2 separate regions of the Mus musculus genome follow, and region 1 is linked to region 2. Evidence: chromatin contacts called from public promoter capture Hi-C data. All regions are on one chromosome and are shown on one strand. The core of a region is the stretch at or near the end of the contact, and the rest is flanking DNA. Distances in the headings are between cores, read along the strand shown. Region 1 holds the start of Rasl2-9 (RAS-like, family 2, locus 9). Region 2 holds the start of Rps9 (ribosomal protein S9).

What was found. Promoter capture Hi-C pulls out the DNA fragments that hold promoters and counts their contacts.
Region 1: a promoter capture Hi-C map of hippocampal neurons shows a contact between it and region 2, with 8 times the contacts expected there. The contact joins the promoter of Rasl2-9 here to the promoter of Rps9 in region 2. A contact is called at or near these places in 2 of 39 promoter capture datasets (hippocampal neurons and liver) and 1 of 115 datasets of contacts at active chromatin or transcription factors (astrocytes).

Annotation. Positions count from the first base shown.
Region 1 is chr7:5,123,154-5,128,321 of GRCm38.p6, reverse strand. Rasl2-9 (RAS-like, family 2, locus 9) reads left to right here and starts at 2,372. Exons shown (of 1, transcript NM_009028.2): 1 at 2,372-3,380. The coding sequence starts at 2,393. The coding sequence ends at 3,043. It also overlaps the pseudogene Gm47692.
Region 2 is chr7:3,701,182-3,706,648 of GRCm38.p6, reverse strand. It overlaps Rps9 (ribosomal protein S9), which reads right to left and starts at 2,608. Exons shown (of 5, transcript NM_029767.2): 1 at 2,585-2,608; 2 at 2,201-2,322; 3 at 1,881-2,003; 4 at 730-916. The coding sequence starts at 2,297.

The DNA of each region.
Region 1 (5,168 bases), core at 1,123-3,622, 1.4 Mb before region 2:
CTTAGCTATGTCAAGCAATCAAATCTTAAAGGCACTTATAATAAAACAATACTGAAAGAGAGCACGTGGATCCATACACCAAACTAACACGGGAAAAGGGTTTGAGTATACGGGCTATGGGAATGCCAAGGTTCCAGGAGGCATAGTTTCCTTGAAACTCATTGCCTCGTGAGTGTTTCCAGGCCTCTTGGCCTGTCAAGCAGACTTCACCGGAGTGGGCGTAGGAGGTGCTCTCCTTGTATGTATCTGGGCGCACCACTGGCATTGTCATGGACTCTGGTGACGGGGTCACACACACAGTGGCCATCTATGACAGCTACACCCTTCCTCACGCCATCTTGTGTCTGGACCTGGTTGGCCAGGACCTGACAGAGTACCTCATGAATTCCTGACTGAACGGGGCTACAGCTTTACCACCACTGCTGAGAGGGAAATTGTGACAAGGAGAAGCTGTGCTATGTTGCCCTGGATTTTGAGCAAGAAAAGGCTACTGCTGCATCATCTTCCTCCTTGGAGAAGAGTTACTAGCTGCCCGATGGGCAGGTGATCACCATTGGCAATGAGCGGTTCTGGTGTCCGGAGGCACTCTTCCAGCATTCCTTCCTGGGCATGGAATCCTGTGGCATCTACGAGACCACCTTCAACTCCATCATGAAGTGTGATGTGGATATCTGCAAAGACCTGTATGCCAATACACTGCTGTCTGGTGGTACCACCATGTACCCAGGCATTGCTGACAGGATGTAGAAGGAGATCACAGCCCTAGCACCCAGCACAATGAAGATTAAGATCATTGCTCCCCCTGAGCGCAAGTACTCAGTCTGGACCTGCGGCTCCATCCTACCTCACTGTCCACCTTCCAGCAGATGTGGATCAGCAAGCAGGAGTATGATGAGTCGGGCCCATCGTCCACTGCAAATGCTTCTAGATGGACTGAGCAGGTGCCAGGCATCTGCTGCATGAGCTGGTATTGAAGTATCGATTTGCCCTGGCAAATGTACACACCTCATGCTAGCCTCATGAAACTGGAATAAGCCTTTGAAAAGAAATTTGTCCTTGAAGCGTGTATCTGATATCAGCACTGGATCATAGAACTTGCTGATTTTTGACCTTGTATTCAAGTTAACTGCTCCCTTGGTATATGTTTAACACCCTGTGCATATCTTGATTCAGTCCTTAGTTCATGTGGCTCGGTCACTTGGGGCTGGGGAGAACACGCAGTGGAAGAGAAAGGCCCAGCCTGGTGGATCTCTGTGAGCACCACGGAGTGATCTGTGCAGGGTATTAACCAACAGCAGACTTCCAGGATTTCCCGAGGCTGGCAAGGGCTCCTGAACCAGTTACCACTCCTTCTTGCCAGTCTAACAGGGTGGGAAAGTCCGAGCCTTAGGACCCAGTTTCCGTTCTGGTTTCTTCCCTCCTGACCACCATCGGTTGTTAGTTGCCTTGAGTTGGGAACGTTTGCATCGACACCTGTAAATGTATTCATTCTTTAATTTATGTAAGGTTTTGTTGTACTCAATTCTTTAAGAAATGACAAATTTTGGTTTTCTACTGTTCAGTGAGAACATTAGGCCCCAGCAACACGTCATTGTGTAAAGAAATTAAAGTGCTTCAGTAACTGAAAAAAAAAAAAAATTTCCTACTACCTATGATATCAAGCTTGGCTTTCTACAAGAGTTCAATCTCTGACTCTCATTTAATTCTTCCATTCCTTCACACACATATATATATATATATATATATATATATATATATATATATATATACTTTTTTTTTTTTTTTTTTTTTTTGGTTTTTCGAAACAGGGTTCTCTGTATAGCCCTGGCTGTCCTGGAACTCACTTTGTAGACCAGGCTGGCTTCGAACTCAGAAATCCGCCTGCCTCTGCCTCCTGAGTGCTAGAATTAAAAGTGTGCGCCACCACACCCGGCTCTATATTTCTTTTATATTTGACATAAGATCGCCTTTTTTTTTTCCTTTGTCTCTAAAAACAAATTGTGCAGCCCGTTGCTTAGGCAAAAGGAGTTTTGTCAGAAAAGTTCAGATCTAACAGATCTGTTCAGGATGGCAGGCAGTTCACTGAGCCAAGCTGCCTTCCTCTGTGTCCCTGTCATGAATCCTTGATTCGGTACAATTCAGTAGGCTTCATCCAAGAAATGCAGAGATGGTTCAGTAAGTGAAAATCAGTCCTGGAAGGTAGCTGGAAGGACCCGGCAGAGCGCAACACGAGGGTTGGTTGTCCTTCGGGTGGGCACCGCAGCGGCGGGCGGTGCCCAGCTTCCCTTCCCCCACAGTCTGGTACAGAGTCTGCCTTCCCGCGCGCTCTTCCCGGCCGCTGCCTTTAGAGGGCGCACGTGCAGCAGCCGCTCTCTCCGGCAGGATCGCCGCGATGGCCGCCCAGGGAGAGCCGCAGGTCCAGTTCAAGGTCGTCCTGGTGGGCGACGGCGGCACCGGAAAGACGACATTCATGAAGCGCCACTTGACCGGAGAGTTTGAGAAGGAGTATGTAGCCACCCTGGGCGTGGAGGTGCACACATTAGTCTTCCATACCAACAGAGGACCTATCAAGTTCAATGTGTGGGACACAGCCGGTCAGGAGAAGTTCGGGGGGCTGCGCGATGGCTACTACATCCAAGCCCAGTGTGCCATTATAATGTTTGACGTAACATCAAGAGTTACTTACAAGAATGTGCCTAGCTGGCATAAAGATCTAGTGCGTGTGTGTGAAAACATCCCCATTGTATTGTGTGGCAACAAAGTGGATGTTAAAGACATGAAAGTGAAGGCAAAACCTATTCTCTTCCACCGAAAGAAGAATCTTCAGTACTATGACATTTCTGCCAGAAGTAACTACAACTTTGAAAAGCCTTTCTTCTGGCTTGCCAGAAAGCTCATTGGAGATCCTAACTTGGAGTTCGTTGCCATGCCTGCTCTTGCCCCACCTGAGGTAGTCATGGACCCAGCTTTGGCAGCACAGTACGAGCATGATTTAGAGGTTGCTCAGACGACTGCTCTCCCAGATGAGGAAGATGACCTGTGAGAAAGTGAAGCTGGAGCCCTGCGTCAGAAGTCTATTTTAGGCAACTGTCCTGTGATGCCAGCCAGCGGTGCAGTGTGTGTGCCACCTTATTTAGCTAAAGGAGATCGTGCAATTCATTGGGATGCTGAAGGAGATGAATGGGCTTCGGAGTGAATGTGGCAGTTAAAATACACCTTCATTTTTTTGGACTTGCGTATTTAGCCCCCTGGAACAGAGTTGTTCTGGATTTCAAAGATAAGACTGCTACCGTAGCATCACAATAGTCAGTGGTGAAATCTTGTTTGTAACTGTCATTCCCACTCTTTCATTTAGAATCAGAATAAAGTTGTATTTCATATTTGAAATATCTTCTAAATATCTTCTAAAAAAGAGAAAAATAAAATCAGCAAATGTAATCTATCACATAAACAAATTAAAAGGGGAAAAAAAACATGATCATATCTTTAGATGCACAAAGGGCCTTTGACAAAATCCAACACCTCTTTATCATAAAACTCCTTGAGAGCCTAGGGATACAAAAGACATACCAAACATAGCAAAGGCAATATAAAGCAATCTGATAAGCCGGGAGTGGTGGTGCCTTTAATTAAATGCCTTTAATCCCAGCATTTGAAAGGCAAAGGCAGGCGAATTTCTTTTTTTTTTAAGATTTATTTATTTATTATATGTAAGTACACTGTAGCTGTCCTCAGATACTCCAGAAGAGGGCATCAGATGATTGTGACCACCTTGTGGTTGCTGGGATTTGAACTCGGGACCTTTGGAAGAGCAGTCGCGCTCTTAACCACTGAGCCATCTCGCCAGCCCCCAGAGAATTTCTGAGCTCAAGGCCTGCCTGGTCTACAAAAGTGAGTTCCAGGACAGCCAGGGCTATACAGAGAAACCCTGTCTTGAAAACCCAAAAAAAAAGCAATCTGATAGCAAACATCAAATTAAAGGGAGATAAATTCAAAGCAGTTCTACCAAAATAAGGAGGAAGACAAGCTGTCCACTCTTTACATATCTATTGACTATTATACTTGAAGTTTTACCTAGAGCAATAAGACAACTGAAGGAAATCAAGGGGATACAAGTTATTTTTCAAAAAATAGTCAAAGTATTGATGTTTGTAGATTATATAATAGTATACATAAGTGACCTTAAAAAAATCCACAAAGGGGGTTGGGGATTTAGCTCAGTGGTAGAGCGCTTGCCTAGCAAGCGCAAGGCCCTGGGTTCGGTCCTCAGCTCTGGAAAAAAAAAAAATCCACAAGGGAGCCGGGCGTGGTGGCGCACGCCTTTAATCCCAGCACTTGGAAGGCAGAGGCAGGCAGATTTCTGAGTTCGAGGCCATCCTGGTCTGCAGAGTGAATTCCGGGACAGCCAGGGCTACACAGAGAAACCCTGTCTTGGAAAACAAAACAAAAAACAAACAAACAAAAAAATCCACAAGGGAAATCCTACAGCTGATAAATACTTTCAACAAAGTAACTAGATACAAGCTTAACTTTTAAAAATCAGCAGCCCCTACAAGTAGCAAATGGACTGAGAAAGAAATTGGGAAAACAACACCTTTTACAATAGCCTCAAATAACGTAAAATATCTTGAGGTAACTCTAACAAAGCCAAGGAAAGACCTGTATGACAAAAACTTCGAGTCTTGGAAGAAAGAAATTGAAGAAGATATTAGCCAGGCAGTGGTGGTGCTTGCCTTTAATCCCAGCACTTGGGAGGCAGAGGCAGGCAGATTTCTGAGTTCAAGGCCAGCCTGGTCTAGAGTAAGTTCCAGGACAGCCAGGGCTATACAGAGAAACCCTGCCTCAAAAAAAAAAAAAAAAAAAAAAAAGAAAGAAAGAAAGAAAGAAAGAGAGAGAGAGGGGGGGGGGGGGAGGGAGGGAGGGAGGGAGGGAGGAAGGAAGGAAGGAAGGAAGGAAGGAAGGAAGGAAGGAAGGAAGGAAGGAAGGAAGGAAGGGGAAAGATATCAGAAAATGGAGAGATCTCCCATGATCATGGGTCAACAGGATTAACATAGTAACAATGGCCCTTCTACCAAAAGCAATCTGCAGATTCAATGCAATCCTCATCAGAATTCCAACTCAATTCTTTACAGACTTTGAAAGGACAATTCTCAACATCATATGGAAAA
Region 2 (5,467 bases), core at 1,359-3,858:
GGACAGGAAGAACAGAATAAGGGGACAAAGTGAGGCTGAACCATTTGGTCCTGCCCTTTGACTCAAGCAGGCTCACAGGCACTCCTGACCTCAGACTCAGTAACTTGGAAGGAAAACAAGAGTGCCCATACTAATGCTTTGATTTGCTTCCTGTCCACATTGTAATGCCATGTGGTCTCAAACCACCTCAGACAAGAGTACATCTCTGCCCATAAACGAAAGCTGGTGAGAAAGAAATCTGAGACTTCACTCTGTATAGCTGTCATGATTGGTGCTCATTTACAGAAGGGTTAACGAGCATGCAATTTCATTTACCCCAGTCACTTCAGACAGGTGCATTCTCAACTGGCAAATTAACAAGTAGAAATATAGCAATGAAGGCCTAGATTGTACCTCCACAGACAGCTTTGTCACCTCAACATTGACTCCAATCTCCCTCCAGGGGGGGTGGCACCAAGAGCTGTTACCTGTCCAGCTGCTTGAGTGCCTGGCAGACACCTTCACAAGGTGTACGGCTTGAGCCGCAGTGACCCTTGCGCTGGGCTATGGGGAAACAAGGCTGTCCCCAGTCCCCCATAAGCTGTTTGCAGGGCACGATTCTGAACCCTCAAGGGTAAGCTCACATCTGTCAGCTCCAAAGGCTGCACAGGAGATAGAATGGCAACTTAGCTAACGAAACCAACGGCACAAGTAGGGAAATAAAGATTTACAGGCCCAGCTGCAACTCACCTAATGTGACGTTGGCGGATGAGCACACGGGCATGGTGAATAGATTTGGCCAGGCCCAGCTTAAAGACCTGGGTCTGCAGCCGCCTCTCCAAGAAATCCTCAATCTTCAGGCCCAGGATGTAATCCAGCTTCATCTTGCCCTCGTCCAGCACCCCAATGCGAACAAGCCGCCGCAGGAGAGCATTGCCTGTGACAGGGGGAGCAGCAGCCAATGAGGCCCGACCTCAGACTTCCCCAGTCTCTGAGTAGAGGACTACAGCTTTCACTCATTTTTGTAGGGAGCTCTGGTGCCTGATAACTTTTCTTCCCAGAGCCCTAGGCTTGAGACCCTGACATGGCCACTGTGCCACCCTTTCACCAACAGGCATCACGCAGGCTTACAGTTTTTCATCCAGCCTTTAAGCCTAAGATTAAGAGCTCTAATGCTCAACTTTAAAAACAATTTTCATTTTCACAACATGAAAAGCTAGGGCTAACAGTTCAAAGGCAATCTGAGCTACACAGTACCATCAGGCCAACAATATATACACAAACAGCACACATTTATTCCTCAGACTACTCTCCCAGGAGTTAAATGAACTGTGTATGTAGGCCCAGTCACCTATAAGAAACCCTAAGTATGGAATATAAATATGTTAAAATATAGGCTCAACCTGGATTAACATTGTATAAACGCTACCCAGATGCAAATGCAAAAATACGTCCCCCGGATGGAAAAATAATCATTACTCCTCTTACACCACATGAAACTAAATAAAACATCCAGTATTAAGACAGAAAAAGCATTAGTGCAACTCCCATTGTCTTTGGCCTCCATTTGTCCAATGCAGACAGAACTAGATTCTAGAAACTCAAAAAGAATCCTTGTGGTGTGATTGGGGGGCGGGTGGGGGGGTGTCGCAGAGAGGAAACTGGGAAGAGAAATAACATTTGAAATGTAAATAAAATAACCAATAAGAATCCTTGTGACACATACCCAGCACTTCTGAATTTCTGGCAGTTTATGGCAAGACTGACTTACATTTGAGTTCCAGGCCAATCTACACCAAGACCCTGTCTCAATCCCCACTAGCCCAACTTGTTCAGTCACATCTCCCACGCCCTAAAACACTCAGCAACCACCACTCCTTCGAAAATAGGCTCATACACACCTTCAAACAGACGCCGGGGATCCTTCTCGTCTAGCGTCAACAGCTCCCGGGCCGCCTTACGGATCTTGGCCAGGGTAAACTTGACCCTCCAAACCTCACGTTTGTTCCGGAGTCCATACTCTCCTGCACGTGGTTGGGAGGAGACCGCGGGGCAAGAGCCATGGGTTACTACATGTGCATGGCGACTAGAGAACACAAAACTAAACTGCAATCCTCTGGCGCCACACAGGATGCTCCAGAACGAGCACGTGGGAGACAGACATCATGGCTACCTAACTCTTCCCGGATCCGCAATTCGAAATTCTACTTTGGCCACTCACCAATCAACTTTAGCTCCTGGTCGAGACGCGACTTCTCGAAGGGTCTCCGTGGGGTCACATAGGTTTTGCGACAAACCCAGCTTCTGGCGACCGGCATGTTGACCTCGCTAGGCCGGCTGCGCCTGCGCAGTAAAGTGTCGTTTTAAAAAATAATCTTGTGGCGCATGTGCAGCAAAACCCCGCTAGGGACACGGCGACACCAACTCGGCTCTCAGAGAAATCCGCCTTAGAAAACTTGAAAATGGGATTGTTCCACAACCGTGTTGTAACTTCCAGCCACCTTCGCCCCACCCTCTTACTCAGCATGTTCATGAAGATTCGAATGGCTCCGTTACCTTACACCATCAACCCCTAAAAGGCGAACTCAACAATCAGAACACTCACCTACGAACTCAGGCCCGAGACAAAGAGAGACAAGGCGGTTGGACCGAGGTCTTATAGTAACGTCGCCTTGTAGTGACGTCATCACGCACCGCTCGCGACTACGCCAATCAGAAGCAGGAAAGCCATAGAGACGAGCAGGCCGGCTAGAGCGGCGCTTCGCTGGGCCGACTTGCCAGTGAGGTGGTTAGGCGATTAAAGGGCTATGGTGACATTTGGTTAATCCAAGAATTAACGAGGCTGCCCCTTCCAGGGCTAAAGCATTGATTGAGTAACCACAGTTGTCACTTTTTGTTTCAACAAAAACTCTTGGTAAAAACTTACAGGGAATTAAGGGCAGCAGCCAAGGTTCCCCACCACTGTCTCAATCTCATGGCAGTGCCCTTGCCCTTAAAAGTACTCGGGTTTGTTTGGAGAGATGGCTCAGCGGTTAAGAGCACTGATTGCTCCTCCAAAGGTCCTGAAAATCCCAGCAACCCCATGGTGGGTCACAACCATCTGTAATGAGATCTGACCACCTACAGTGTATTTAGATATAATAGATAAATAAATCTTCTTTTAAAAGTGCTAAGATTTTAGGTGTGAGCCACAAAATACAATAATAAAAAATACAAACATTATGAAAATAGTATAAATATGTCGTGCTGGGCTTATTTTAATATTGAAATACACATCTTGTGCTGGTTTGTCTTGACAGCTTGACACAAACCTAGACATGTGGAAAGAGGAACTCATTTAAGAAAGTGCCTCCATCATCTTGGCCTATAGGCAAGTCTCTCCTAATCTATTTATTGTTTTGATGCAGGGTTTCCTATCAAATGACTATGAATTCCAGATCCTTCTGTCTATACCTCCCAAATGCTGGAATTACAATCCGCTTTCATGCAACTGATATGTTTGTTTGTTGAGACAGGGTCTTTCCTCTTATTCCTGGCTGTCCTGGAGCTTCCTATTCAAACTCACAGAGTTCTGCCTGGCTCTGTCTCCCAAGTACTGGGATTAAAGACATGCACTACCACAGCCAGCTTTGTGTATATCTGATATTTTATAACTATTTTTTATTTAAGGGAAATGGGGTCTATGAGTCCTGGCTATCCTGGAACTATGAACTATGTAGCCAGGCTGGCCTCAAACTCATAGACATGTCCTTGCCTCTGTCCTTGAATAGTAGGAGGATAGGCCTGTACCACTAGGCCTAGCTCAGATATTTTTTATTTTAAACAGTGTGATTGGTAAGAATTTACACTTGCGCGGGGCAGTCTTTAATCCCAGCACTTGGGAGGCAGAGGCAGGTGGATTTCTGAGTTCAGGGCTACCCTGGTCTACAGAGTGAGTTCCAGGGCTATACAGAGAAACCCTGTCTTGGAAAAAAAAAAAAATTTGCACTTGCATTTGTATACTCAAAAGGCATCTTGTTCATTTAGTCTGGGAGGACAGATTGGTAGACAAGGAGACAGATTAGCTTACTTTCTGGGTCAAACATTTGCTTTCTAAATTTTTTTTTTGTTGTTTTTTGTTTGTTTGTTTGTTTGTTTTTTCCGAGACAGGGTTTCTCTGTATAGGCCTGGCTGTCCTGGAACTCACTCTGTAGACCAGGCTGGCCTCGAACTCAGAAATCCGCCTGCCTCTGCCTCCAGAGTGCTGGGATTAAAGGCGTGCACCACCACGCCCGGCTGCTTTTTAATTTTTAAAAATGATTTATTTAATGTGTACAAGTATTTTTCCTGCCTATATCCACACAAATACTCCATGTGTGTACCTAGGACCTTCAAAGGTCATAAGGGGTTAGATACCCAAAGACTGGAGTTGTGAGCCCTGTTTGTGCTGTGAACAAAACTCAGGTACTGGGGCTGGCAAGATGGCTCAGTGGTTAAGAGCACTGACTCTTCCTGAGTTCAAATCACAGCAACCACATGGTGGCTCACAACCACTAGTAATGAGATCTGGCACAGTCTTCTGGTTCGTCTGAAGACAGCTACCGTGTAGTAATAAATCTTTGGCCTGGAGCAAGCAGAGTTGACCAGAGCAAGCAGAGGTCCTAAAAATTCAATTCCAAACAACCACATGAAGGCTCACAACCATCTGTTCAGCTACAGTGTACCCATATACATAAAATGATTTTTAAAAAAAAATCAAAAAAACAAACAAACAAAAACAAAACCCTCAGGTCCTATGCAAGAACACCGAGCCACCTCTCCAGCCCATATTTGTTGATTTGAGACAGGCCCTGCTGGCCTGTAACTTGCCATGTAGACCAGGCTAGCCTTGATCTCAGAAATTCCCCTGCCTTCACCTGAACACTGGGATTAATGGTATAAACCACCACACCAAGTTAATTTTTTTAAAAACTACATATATGTCTGTGTGAGTATGTACACCTGAGTGTAGTTGTGTTTAGAGGGCAGAATAGGGCACCAAATTCCCTGAAGATGGAGTTGCAAACACATAGGAGCTGTCCTCTGTGTTGGGAACTGAACTCAGCCCCTTTGGAAAACCTCAACTGCTGAGCCTCTACAACCCCACAAATGTAGCCCAGGCAGGTCTCACACTCATGATCTTCCTGCCTTTGCCTCTTCCGCATATCTTTCTGGACTGGTTTACACCACCACAAGCAGCTCATGCAACAGTTCTAGTTATAACCTTTACATCACATATCTAAAATGGTTTGTAGTAATCTCAAAGGAACCAATAAGATGGCTCAGCCCTTAAAGATCCTTGATGGCAAGCCTGATAACCTGAGTTCGTTCCCTGAGACCCACAAGGTAAAAAGAGAACAGGCTCTCTCAAATTGTCCTCTGACCTCCTCCTAAGTTCCATGGCACACGCATGCTTACATACATACACAGGTATACTTACAATAAATAAACGCCATATCTTCAAGGCAAC